Linked DNA regions of Sus scrofa: region 2 is linked to region 1. Evidence: chromatin contacts called from public promoter capture Hi-C data. All regions are on one chromosome and are shown on one strand. Each heading gives the region's core, a stretch centred on a gene start, on an enhancer-like site or on the middle of the called end of the contact. The rest is flanking DNA. Distances are from core to core; before and after follow the strand shown. Region 1 holds the start of GNL2 (nucleolar GTP-binding protein 2). Region 2 holds the start of RRAGC (ras-related GTP-binding protein C).

Evidence for each region. Promoter capture Hi-C pulls out the DNA fragments that hold promoters and counts their contacts.
Region 2: a contact with region 1 is called in a promoter capture Hi-C map of liver, with 5 times the contacts expected there. The contact joins the promoter of RRAGC here to the promoter of GNL2 in region 1. A contact is called at or near these places in 2 of 5 promoter capture datasets (fetal skeletal muscle and liver) and 1 of 2 datasets of contacts at active chromatin or transcription factors (alveolar macrophages).

The regions. Positions count from the first base shown.
Region 1 is chr6:93,643,947-93,650,315 of Sscrofa11.1, forward strand. It overlaps GNL2 (nucleolar GTP-binding protein 2), which reads right to left and starts at 2,034. Exons shown (of 16, transcript XM_021095967.1): 1 at 1,818-2,034; 2 at 120-204. The coding sequence starts at 1,881.
Region 2 is chr6:94,798,444-94,804,933 of Sscrofa11.1, forward strand. It overlaps RRAGC (ras-related GTP-binding protein C), which reads right to left and starts at 4,574. Exons shown (of 7, transcript XM_003127801.4): 1 at 4,219-4,574; 2 at 1,883-2,086; 3 at 720-919. The coding sequence starts at 4,455.

The sequences.
Region 1 (6,369 bases), core at 784-3,283:
GAAAATACACTACTCTTATCTGGAGGAAGTGGGGGTGGGAACATGAAAGGGTCAACAGGTGTCAGCTACAAGCCAAGAGCATTTAGGAAAGGGGGAGGGACGAGAGTGCCCACACTCACCTGCGCTCCTTCTGCCTGTACATATTCAGGCGGCGGATTGTGGCCCGGTCCCTCATGTTCTGGCCTCCTGCGCCCTGCACTCGATCTAGCAAACACAGCAGACCGGCACACTTTTTGATAACCAGCAAGTCCAAGCACAGCCACTGCTTCAAACACACCAACCAGTTTGCTCAAAGTAGGCAAGCTGCCCCCTCATGGCAAACTCCCCACTTTCTCCATGTGCTGCTCCCACAAAATCATTACAGGAAGCTACATGGTATATGCATGACAAAGCGGACAGAATCTTGAACCCTCCACAGGACTGAGTTTGATAACGGTAACAGGTACTATTTCTGAGCACTAATTATGGCACTTTACTAGTCACATTACAGGCATTATACAATAATCCTATAAAGACAGATACATTATCCCCATTCTGCAGGTGAGAAACTGAGGCACAGTAGGCAGACATCTCGTACAAAGCCACAAATGGCAGAGCCAGAATTTGGACAAAAGCATCTGGCCACGACCTGTGTTCTTAACTACTAAGATGCCTTCCTCTGGGCCTCAGTTTAACAAATACTGAGCACCTGCTATAAGCAAAGCATCATGAAGACTATGATTCTAATACATATATGTTCCTAATGTACCAGCTTTTTCATTTCCCAATGTTTGATCTCAGTGTAATCAACAGCAAATAAATAGTAATTCTTGCCTTACACCTCAGAGAGAAAAAGGACAAATGAGCATACTGGCCTGGCTTCTCAAGTCACCTGTCTACTCCTGAAGTGATGCAGTAGAAAACAGACTGAAATCACAGGACTGGTGGCTCTACTACTCACTAACTGTACCAACTGTGACAAGCCACTTGCCCTATTTTGGCTAGGTCTCTTCATCTATCATGTCTTGGTCTGTAACGGCCTTATCGGGTCTAACTGTAAAATTCCAGTCTACACCAGCGGAATAATTTATCAGCAATCTAGGGAAAACATTCAACATGAATCAAAATTTAAAAAAAACCTTTAAGCCATATCTTAATACATTTTATTAACCAAACCCGAATGGAAGGGACTCCCCCCAAAGTTATCTTGTTCATCTTGTGGTGGAACCTCACACACATCTTAAAAAACATCTTTACTGAAATGACTGTAGTGATTTATCTGCAGCGTTTTCTATGCACTTTACCAGACGGGACGACCCCAAGAGCCAAATCTACAATTTCTTTCTCATTTCAATGGTCAAAGCAAAGGTGGCAGGCAAGTGTGGGCCAGTGCAAAAGGCCAGCTGGGTCGGGCTACATCCCTTTTAGTCTTGATTTCATCTAATTTACTTTTAGTAATTCCTTGAGCTGGAGAGCTGGACTCATACAAGACTGAACTATATTGGGGAAGGGGCTTCAACACGTGACACACACAGGAACACAAGAAGTCACATTTAAGAGCCCCCTGACAACTCGGAGCTTGCACCTCTCAGTCGGAGACGCCCTAAGACTGCCAGGCCTGAGTGTTCACTTCTCCCGGCTTTAGACCCATTGCCTGGCATCTAGTCTTGACGGACGTGCCAGAGTCAGCCCTCCTCAGGGCCTCCGAACAAGGAATTATCCTCCTTCTCATCCTCAAAGGCCACTTTGCTTGAGCTCAGTTCATGTAAAACCACCCGGCGTCCCTCCCCCCAAGCTTCCTCCAAAGCCCCACCCTCCGCGAGCCCCGCTGCCTGTACCGGGATTTGTGCTGGCATTAGAAGGGTTGATAGTACTCCGTCCTTTGTACTTGGGCTTCACCATCTTGCCGAAGGGACGGGGACCGGAGTGCTGGGTCCGGCCTGTGTCAGGTAAAACAGCTCTTAACTTCCCAAAACGAACCGAGGTCACCCGCTCGAACTACGCTGGACCGCGTGCGCAGGCCGACGTCACTTCCGCTCGCACCCCGTGCTTCCCCCGAACGACTTCCGGCGAACGCGCGCCGCCGCACTCCTGGCTCCGCCCCCGCGCCGGCCTCTTAGATGTTTCCTTGCGTCCAGCCCCGCCTCGCTTTCTCCCTAGCAACCGCCAAGCTACATTCCATAGCAACCGCCTGGTTACCCAGGACGCGCGGCCTAGAACCGCTAGTGGAGTCCACGCACAAACTTAGGTGCCTCTTCCCAGGTCAATGACACAAGCTTGAGTTTAATTATCTTCTGAATTTGTCCTCTAAGCCCTTCCAAACGTCGCCGACCACACAGCAGCTAAATACCAACTAGATCTTGTCACCCTTCTTAAAATTCCAGAGAGAGAGAAAGAGAGAGAGATTTAAACTCTTGGCCATTCCTGCAGAATTCTGCATGATCTGGTCCCTGCGTATTTACTTGACCTCATTTGTACCTCCCTCCTTCTGGTTATTCTGACATTTACACTGGCTGTTCCTTCTGCCTGAATCATCATTTCCCTAAACCTTTGCATAGCTAGTTCCTTCTGATCTTTCAGTTCTTAGCTCAAATGTCACCTACTGGTAGGGTTGCAAGTGTTAGCAAATAAAAAAACAGGATTGCCCAATTAAATTTGTTATTCTTTCCCCAGTTAAATTTGAATTCCAGATAAACAATGGAATATATTTTAGTATAAGTATGCCCCAGGCAATATTTGGGACATACTTATACTAAACATGTTTATTATTTATATGAAATTCAAATTTAATTGGGCATCCTGTATTTTATCCGGCAACCCTTTCTTCTGGGAGAAGTCTTTCCTGTCTAATTGGTCTAACTCAGCCATCTCCCATTCTTCTGTAGTTATTCGCTTATAGTATTTGGTTGTATTTATTTCATGGCACTTATTCTTACTTGAAATTAGGTTGTTTCCAAGTTTATCGGCTGCTTCCCCCAAACTGGATTGCAAGCTTCTTGAGAGTAGAGACCTCAAAAGTTTGTTCACTGCTGTGTCTACAAGACTTCAAAAAAACCTTGAAATATAGTAAGGACTAAATACATATTCACTGAATGAAGGAATGAATGGATGACATCTTAGCTAGGGCTGCTATAAAAAAATACCATAGACTGAGTGGCTTAAACCACAAACATTGATTTCTCATCATGCTGGGGGCTGGGAAGTCAAAGGTCAGGGTGCCCGCATGGTTTGGTTCCTAGTGAGAACTCTCTTCCTAGCTTGTAGACATCTATCTTCTCACTGTATCCTCACAGGCTGGGGAAAGGGGAAGGTCACTGGTCTCTTCCTCTCCTTAGAAGGGCACTAATCCCATCATGGGCTGCATCCTCATGACCTCATCTAAACCTAATTATCCTCCCAATACCATCACATCAGGGATTAGAGTTTCAATACATAAGTTTTGTCAATACATAACATTTAGTCACTAGCAGATGGGAATATCTCCACATTCCTGAAGGGAAATGAGGGCAGTAAGACCTAGCAGTTTCTGTTTTGACTAGCTAAAATAAAGTCTCTAGGTGTCTGTGTTTCAACCTCCCTCTTTTTTTGGCACTTCAAGTTGCCAGGAAGGGTCCATCACTGTGGTCCATCCTCTCCTACGGGAGAGGCCAGAGAAGAAGTACTTAGGCAGGAAGAAGGTGGATCCTGTGCTGGCGTGTAGCTCATCCCAGAAAAACAAACAACTTGATATAAAGTGAGGTCCTCGAATTGTGGGACGGATGACTGAGTCTGTGAGTCTGAAACAAACAAACTCCCAAACATTCTTTCTAGAGAAAAAACAGGCCATGCCCTAGACAGGAGTGGGAAATACCTTCTCTCCCTTGAGAATCACTTTTATTGCCCCCAGGGCAATAGCAGGAGCTTAAACACAACTTTGCTGAAATGGCCCTGACCTTGACACGGTGTTTGAAGGAGCATCTGAGAGCTGGTCAGAAGCAACTTCATGCCCTGTGAAGATCCAAAGTTGTCCCCTTCTGCCTCACACTGTCCCTTTGGTCCCCTAAACAAGGGTGCAAAAGCCCACTTCCAGAGAAGAGACAAGGATAATATGTTTCTGATGCCTCAATTAGGTTCAAACCAGAATAAACACGAATGGCAAAAATCAGCCCATGAGCTCATTCAAGGCTTTGATCAGAGACATAATTTCATTATGAAATTTTGAATCAGGCTGTTGTGAAGTCTTGCCAAGGAGTTTCATTTTCCCAGATGATATGGTGGGTTGTTTCTCTCCTGTTCTCATACTCAGCTTGCATTTAACATATGAACTTTCCATCTATTTTTATAATCTGATCCATCAATCCTTTTACAGCAGTATTTGCTGATCCCAACAACCAACTTCAGTTCTACCAGCTGATAATAAACCTGATCCAGGAAGGTCAAGCTAAACTTATTGGTTTGGTTTGCTTGCCCTGCTCACCGCGCATGTCATATGTTTCCCACATATATCCTTCCTGATGTCATGGTGACCGGAGGAGTCAAGACATACCTCCAGGCCTATAATTTCTCAGCTTTAAAACAGACGTGTTAATTTACCTACCCAGAAAGACTGCAGTGTGGTCATGTGAATTATGGTACTTGAAAGACTTGCGTGCCCGGTATACATCGTGTAATTGGGATGCTTTCTTTCCCGCCAAACCCAGGCTTAGCGCCCCACTCCCTGGAATCTGGCTCATAGGAAGCACAGGTTTATGGGCATGGGAATGGAACAGAAAGGTGGTTTGAAATGCCAAGCTTTGGGCCACTTTTTTTTTTTTTTTTTTGTCTTTTTGCTATTTCTTTGGGCCGCTCCCGCGGCACATGGAGGTTCCCAGGCTAGGGGTTGAATCGGAGCTGTAGCCACCGGCCTACGCCAGAGCCACAGCAACACAGGATCCGAGCCACATCTGCAACCTACACCACAGCTCACGGCAATGCTGGATCATTAACCCACTGAGCAAGGGCAGGGACCGAACCCGCAACCTCATGGTTCCTAGTCGGATTCGCTAACCACTGCGCCACGACGGGAACTCCCTGGGCCACATTCTGATTGGAAAGAATGGACTGGTGTTTTCACAGGATGGAGAGAATCTTGACCTAGTTTCCTTCTTCATTCTGTAAAAATGTTTGCATTGGGATCTCATGGACAAGTAGCCTCAGTTTCTAAAGAGGTGTTTTTTTCAAAGTGAGATCTGAGGCCCAGTAGCATCAGAAACACATAGGGGAGCTGGTAAAAGTGCAGACTCTTGACCTTCGCCCAAGACCCACTGAGATCAGACCCTCTGGAGGTGGGACCCAGAGAATATACACACTTATATATAATACACACTTTTATTGGAGTATAGTTGATTTACAATGTTGTGTTACAATGTTGTGTTAGTTTCAGGTGTTTAACAGCAAAGTGATTCAGTTATGCATAGACATTTATCCATTCTTTTTTTCTTCTTTTTTTACAGCCACACCTATGGCATATGGAAGTTCCCAGATTAGGGGTGGAATTGGAGCCACAACTGCAGGCTTATACCACAGCCACACCCACACTGGATCTGAGCTGCATCTGTGACCTACTCTGCAGCTTTCGGCAATGCCAGATCCTTAACCCACTGAGTGAGGCCAGGGATCGAACCCTCATCCTCACAGAGGCTACGTCACTGAGCCACAACTGGAACACCTGACATATATCCATTCTTTTTCAGATTCTTTTCCCATAGAAGTTATTGCAGAATATTGAGTAGAGTTCCCTGTGCTACATAATAGGTCCTGGTTGATTATTCATGTTATATATAAAACAGCGTGTATACGTTCATTTTAAAGAAACTACTCAAATGATTCCTGTAAACACAAATGTCTAAGATCTGAAAAGCAAAACCTTTCCCCAAAGTCCCCCTGAAGCTTCCTGATGGGCTGACTGGAAGGCAGCCTGAGTAAGACCCAGGTCCTTTTCCACCTATCCTAAATTCTCTTTTTTCTCAGCAGAGCCAGCGTGAGGCAGGCTGCGGCAGTATCTCATGCACTCTGAAAATATATGTCTTGGCTCTGCCCCAAATGCCTTGATATTTATGCTGCAGCCCGAGGGTCATTATCCTTTGGCAAGGCTCCATTGTAAGGCCATTAGCTCTTAATTAGTGCCAGCTTATTGGTTTAGCCTTCCCAGTTGAACCAAGAGCAGTGGCTTCTCTGTTCAGCCTCCTGTGTCTCTCCTCTTTCAAGTCCTGCTAAAGCAACCCCTGCCTGCTGAGGCCAAGAGCTGGGCCCCTGGAATGACCACTTCTCAGTGTGAAACAGTTAACAGCCCCCACACGGAGGCTCCTGGGCCCTGGAAGAACAGAGAAGCACCTGGAATATGTTTTGGGGGTTTTGTTACATTCACAGAGA
Region 2 (6,490 bases), core at 3,324-5,823, 1.2 Mb after region 1:
TAAACCATAAAAGTAAATACAAAGGATGTAGGAGATATTCTTCACACACTTTTAGAATGCAAGTACACAAATCATCAAATCTCTCTAGCAGATATGGTTTAATAATAAATTTCTTAATGACATTTAATTATGAATCAGCAGTTCTTTAAACTTCATAGCAGCCCTAAGCAGATTTATAGGACACATTCGCCTAACCCAATTTTTAGAGATGCATAAAAGCAGACAATGTTTTCAAAAACATAAACCAGATACATAAGAATCCAGACTTAAAACTGTACCCTCTTTAAAAGGTTCTTCCTACTGAAAGAGATACTGTGAAAATTCAAGCTACAGAGTTCTCCAATCAACGAGACAGAGATTCCCTGAACTGAAGCAAGAAGGGAAAAAAAAATGATGAAACCAAGAGAGGGGAGTCCCAAAGCAGATTTACACCATGAGGAAACAGCCTGACTCCAGTCTCTTGAGATGAATTTGTAAACGCACCAAGAGAAACACTTCACGTGACTTCAACCTCTGGGAAAATACAAAAAAGTGGAAAAATAACTTTTCAGTAACATCGGGCTCCCAAAACCGCTTGAATTCAACAAAGAAAAGATCAAAAACATCATAGATCTGGGGAGGGTATACGGGTAACAGAGAGCTACGTGTTTGTAATGACAGAGATGGGAATACATTTACACACTTTTCAGGGCTCTCATATCAAACACACAGGTTGTTACCTAAGGTGGAGTTTTTCTAGCCCAGCATCTGCAAGGTCATCATTGGCCCTTTGATGAATATCCCTCTGTGTTTCTATTTTGTGATCATCAGACAGACCATCAACTTTGTGAATAAAAACCTCAAAATTCATGTCTGGATTAACTTTGTAGGCTTTAGAAACAGTAATGTGAAGTCTTGTTAAAGCCTCCATGTAGTCATCCTGTAAGTCAGAACAAAATATTTTTTAAAAAGAAATCTTGCATTAAGAAAGCCTCAAACCACCTCTTTCCCCAACCACAGAAAATATATTATCCTAATTATTCAGAAATATTCAAACATCCAAACACATTAACTTATACCACTAAATCCTCAATCTCTCAGGATAAAAAAATTCAACTACCAAGTTAATACTTGTAATTTTTTAAACGGATAATATAAGGAAAGGAAATGGGGAATGGACATTTCTTCCCAATAGAATTTTTTTTAAGTAATCCCAGCTCTGCCATTTATTAGATGTGTGACTTTCAGCAGGTTGCTTAGACTCTGATCTGTTTACTCGAACATAAAATTGGAATTACAGTACCTACCTCACAGTATTGTGAAGAAGAAAGTAAATAGACCATGTATGTGAAAGCACCCATTACAGAGCCTGTCACTCAGAAAGCATTCCTAACTAATGCTTAAGCTCAGAAAACGTAAGATTCTTAAGGACAGAGACATGTCCCGTTTGTCTGAGTGCCTGCCAAAGGCTAGGCCCTCAACAAGTACTGGTTAAACTCAACTCAATTTGGGCAATTAAAGAAACTATGCACTTTAACATTTATGGACTTGGTTCTCACATTCCTCCTTTTATTATGGGCACTGATGAGACCTCTTCAGTGACTGACATCAATGTGGTGAAGTTAAGAGAGTACAGCAATATCTACCACTAACAAAAATGGAAGGCTACCCATTCACTGGAACTCAGGGATGTAAGCCATATCCCTAATCATTTGATATTCCTTACTTATACAATGGCACACCTGCTCCCTAAGCACCTGTGCAGGTACATCTCTCACACTGTTAGGGAACGTACTGGCAAAGAAATAAGCTGCAAGAAGCGCATGACAAAGACGAGAAACAACTTTCCTTTGTTCCTATATCTTCTGCCACCAGAGAAGTAAACATCATCATTTCTAACTACCTGTGCATCAATGACATATATCAATGCTCCTGTTCCCCTGAAGATCATCTCATAGTCAAAAGTTGGGTCAAAAAAGTCCATTTGCCCAGGAAAATCCCATATTTGGAAATTCACAAAGGAGCTATTAGAAATGTCATCTTTGTAAATCTTGTTGGTACTTTCCAAAAAGAGGGTCTCATTGGGCGACATTTTATGAAACACCACCTGTTAAAAGAAAGAAGACAATTTAACGGCTACCCAACTTTGTATTTAAAGTACAAAATTCCACCCTGAATTAACATAATTTAAAGAATTTCATCCTAAAGCAAAAATTTTAAAAGAGGTAAAAAGTGGAGGCCCCGCTGTGGCTCAGTGGGTTAAGAATCCAACTGCAGCAGCTTGGGTTACTGCTGAAACACAGGTTCAATCTCCAGCCCCAGCATAGTAGGTTAAGGATCTGGCATAGGTTGCAGCTGCAGCTCAGATTCAATCCCCAGCCCAGGAACTTCTGTATGCTACAGGTGCGGCCATAAAAAATAGTAGTAAAATAAAAGGAGTAAAAAGTGAATGGTGTATCCACTAGTACTTATTATCCTTTAACTTCCAACAGAAGACACCAAAGTATGAAATGAAATCACCAGAAAAACTGAAACTTCTCTGCTATTTTCTCTGTATTTGATACTAGGAGAAGCAACATCTCTCGTCTCAGTTCAATTTTTTTTTCTGTTAAACTGCATTAATTCTGCCAAAATCTACTTTAAGATTACCAAAGTATATAGCTAAAGTTGAAAAAGTTTTGTTCATTGAAAACTTTCAGGCTCTGAGGAATAATCAGAAATGAAACTGACGAGACTCCTGCCCTCAATGGATTTGCAGCCTTGTGGAAGAAAATAAAACTACGGCAAATTATACCAAGTAAAAAGTGACGTTACTGGGGAAGGAGGGGAGCCCTGGCTGTGGTGCAATGGTATCAGCATCTTGGGAGTGCTGAAACATGGGTTCAATCCCCAATCCCGCACAGTGGGTTAAAGACCCCCAACACTGCCTCAACTGCAGCTCAGGTCAAGACCGTGGCTCAGCTCTGATCCCTAGACCAGGAGCTCCATATGTCCAGAGGCAACCAAAAATGAAAACAAAACAAAAACAAAAACTGGAGGAGGAGGAATATATTTGGGAGGGGCTAAGTTTGGGAGTTGACAGGGAAAAGACAGTTCCCATGAGAGAAAAATGGTAAAGGTAACTGTTAATTAAAATAATCACAGTCAATACAATTCTAACACAAAACTAATTTTCCCCTCACTGTTACTTTCTAGAAAAGAAAAACAGACAGTTACTCCCAAGGTTTAGGCAGTGAGCAACAAGTGAAAAGAATTAAAATCACTTTGCTAAAAACCTACCATAAAATGTACTCAGATTTCTCCATAAAGGTGACAAGATAAAACACAGTAATTCAGTCAATTCGGAAGGCTATTTTTAAAAAATATCATGTCTACATAATATCACGCAGAGACCTTTATTTTGGAGAGACCTTTGCAACAGAGTGGAAAGGGCAAAACACCAGGGATCTAGCATTTTACTACCAGCTCACTTTGTGTGTAAGAGGTATAGCTGAGAGCTCAATCCTGCCCCTACGTCCTCCTGACCAAAAAGTGCATAGCCCTCCATCCGTTCCTGACAGACCCCAAGTGAAAGTTGGCATAGGTCTGCAGATGTTCTCCAGGTCTCAGAAAATTCCTGTAGCCACATACAAACGGGCAACATCACTAGTAACTATGCTCACCGGGCCACAGATACTAAAATAGGTGGGAAAAGTGCCCCCAATTCCCACTAACGTCACAGTAAAGTCTCCTTCAAACTAGTAACAAGAGCGGGCATTACAAGGGCTAGGGAGTTAGTCGCAACTCTTTCTGATGCTGCTCCCTGGGGCTCACCTGGGAAGCCCTTGCAAACTGAGGTCACCTGAAGTGAAAGGAACACTCAACCAGGGCCAGGGAGGGAGTCCAGGAAGTTCTCCAAGTTAGAACCATGGAGCACGTCTCAGTTTCGTGAATGGAAGAGGGGCTGGGTCCCAGGAGGCGAGATCCCGGGCGGAGCCACAGGCACCTGCCTCGCTCTGGCCACTCGGGGAATACGGGACCCACTCGGCCTCGGCAGACCTGGGCGTGGACTCTGAGACTGGGGTCCCCGCTGCGGCCGCGCCCGGGCTCTGCTCCCAGAAGAGAAGAGAAAGCGCGCTGGGACAGCCCAGCCGGCCACCCCGGCCTACGCCCTCCTCGGGGCCTCCCCGCCCTGCGGCCACCCGCGCCCCCGGGGAGGGGAGGGGGGAGGGGCGGAGGGGCCGGCGCGGCCCCACTCACCTTCTGGATGGAAGACTTGCCGCTGCGCCGGAGCCCCATGAGCAGAATCCTCGGCTTGGAGCTGTCAGCACCCCCCGGGCCACAGCCTCCACCGGCCCCCGCCCCAACCCCGCCACCCCCGGCTGCAGCCTCCTCTTCCTCCTCCTCCACGCCGTAGCCGAAGTCCTTTGGGAACGAGTCCGCCGCGCCGTAACTGCCGGCGAGGGGCGTCTCCTCTGCCCCGTACTGCAGGGACATGGTGCCGGAGCCGGAGCCGGAGCCGCCGCCGCCCGCGCCCTGACAGGCCAGGCCAGGCCGAGCCAGGCCGCCGCCTCCCCAGTCCGCTGCCGCCGCCGCCGCCCCCGGCAGCCGCCACAGCCGTGCGGCCCGCCCCCCGGAGCCCGGCTCTCATAGGCTCCGCGCCCGGGCCCAGCCTCTCATTGGCTACCCGAGCTGCCACTCGGGAGCAGCAGGGTAGGTGGTGCCCGTCACGTGCCCGGAATCACCTGACTCGGAGCTGTGGAGGGGGGAGGAGGAGTCACGAGGAGGGTGGCTCGGCCCGGGCCGAGCCCGCTGCCCTCCGCCCCGACGCGCACCTCGGTCCTGCCCAGCCTTGCTTCTCACCGCTCCCCTGCCTGCCTCGGGCTCCAGAGGCCATCGCAATAGCAGATGCTCTCTGGACACTTGGGAGAAAAAAACGATTGCCCTCCTCCTACTATTGTGCTCGCCCAACCAGTATTTATTGATGCCCGCGAAGTCCTGGGGCACAAAACTGGAACCGACTCGGACCCTGCCTGTCCTCAAGTTGCTCCAAGATTAATAGAGCCTGGGCCTCTGCGTAAGTACCTTCAGTACTAGGTATGAACTGGGAAGGTCAAAGGTACAGATAAAACAGCTCGGGGAGTTGGGTGGGTGAAAACGTCTCTTAGGAGCTGGCGTCTGAGCTGGTCTAAAAGGGTGGATCTGGTTGGGATATGCAAGAGTATAGAGGAGGAGCCTGACAGAATGTGGGCACAGCCTCAACCAAGGCAGTCCAGAGTGAGATACAGTTCGTTTTAGCAGGTACCCGGACCCTGATAGGAAAGCACACGCAAGCAAGCTAGAATGTTTTATCCTCTTTCTTCAGCAAATCACTGGCAATGAATACTGCTGCCACTTCAAGAACAGGACCTAATTCCCTCTGCTTCTCACTTAGTCAAAGTCTACTTCTTCATTAATTCTATCCTCCCACAGAACACTGCCCCTTCTATGACCTCGTTCAGATGGGAGACCAAAGGAAAGAATAATGAAAGCAAACCGGAGCAAATGCTTGTCACCAGATATGTTTGGGAAAGCTAGAGGGAGGAATTTTCAGTCAGACTTTAGAACTGGAAATTTGTCAAAAGAGGATCTTCCTCTTAAAGGGGGCGGGGGTGGTGATGCTAGTGTTCCAAGCAAACTAACTTTTTGATTATGAAAGGAAAGCATGTATGCAAATTTGGGACTTGGTTATGTCTGAATCTACAAGTTAAAGATGGGACACATCCGTAGAGGTCATCTTGTCCAACCTCTCACCTAGAGAATCCACTCCACAGCGTCTGACTGATGGATATTATGCAGCATACACTTCAGTAGTTCCAAGGGAAGAGAGCTCACTATCTCAATGGGCAGTCAATTCCACTGTGGTAAAATTTTGTCTGTCTCTTATTGAGGCCCCAAATTACACTCTCTGCCACTTAAACACTGGAATGTAGAAGCACTGGGCTTCATCCTTTTCATGACAGCATCTCAGATATTAGTCTTCATTACCCACTAAGTTTTCTGTTCCACATTCCATACTCAATTCCTTCGGCCATTCCTTCTACAGTAATGACCCGTAGCACTTTCTGTATTAGAAAAGTTCTACCTCCACACTGTTGAACATAGTAGCCAATGTGGATTGAGCACTGGAAATGTTGCTAGTGTGACTGAGGAACTGAATTTTTAATGGCATTTTAGTTGCCAGATGTGGCTAGTGGCTACCATAATGAACAGCACAGTCTTCTATTTTCTTTGTTGTTTTTTTTGTTTGTTTTTTTTGCCATTTCTTGGGCCACTCCCGTGGCATATGGAGGTTCCCAGGCTAGGGGTCGAATCGGAGCTGTAGCTGCCAGCCTATGCCAGAGCCACAGCAACGCGGGATCCGAGCCGCATCTGCGACCTACACCACAGTTCACGGCAACACCGGATCGTTAACCCACTGAGTAAGGGCAGGGACCGAACCCGCAACCTCATGGTTCCTAGTTGGATTCGTTAACCACTGGGCCACGATGGG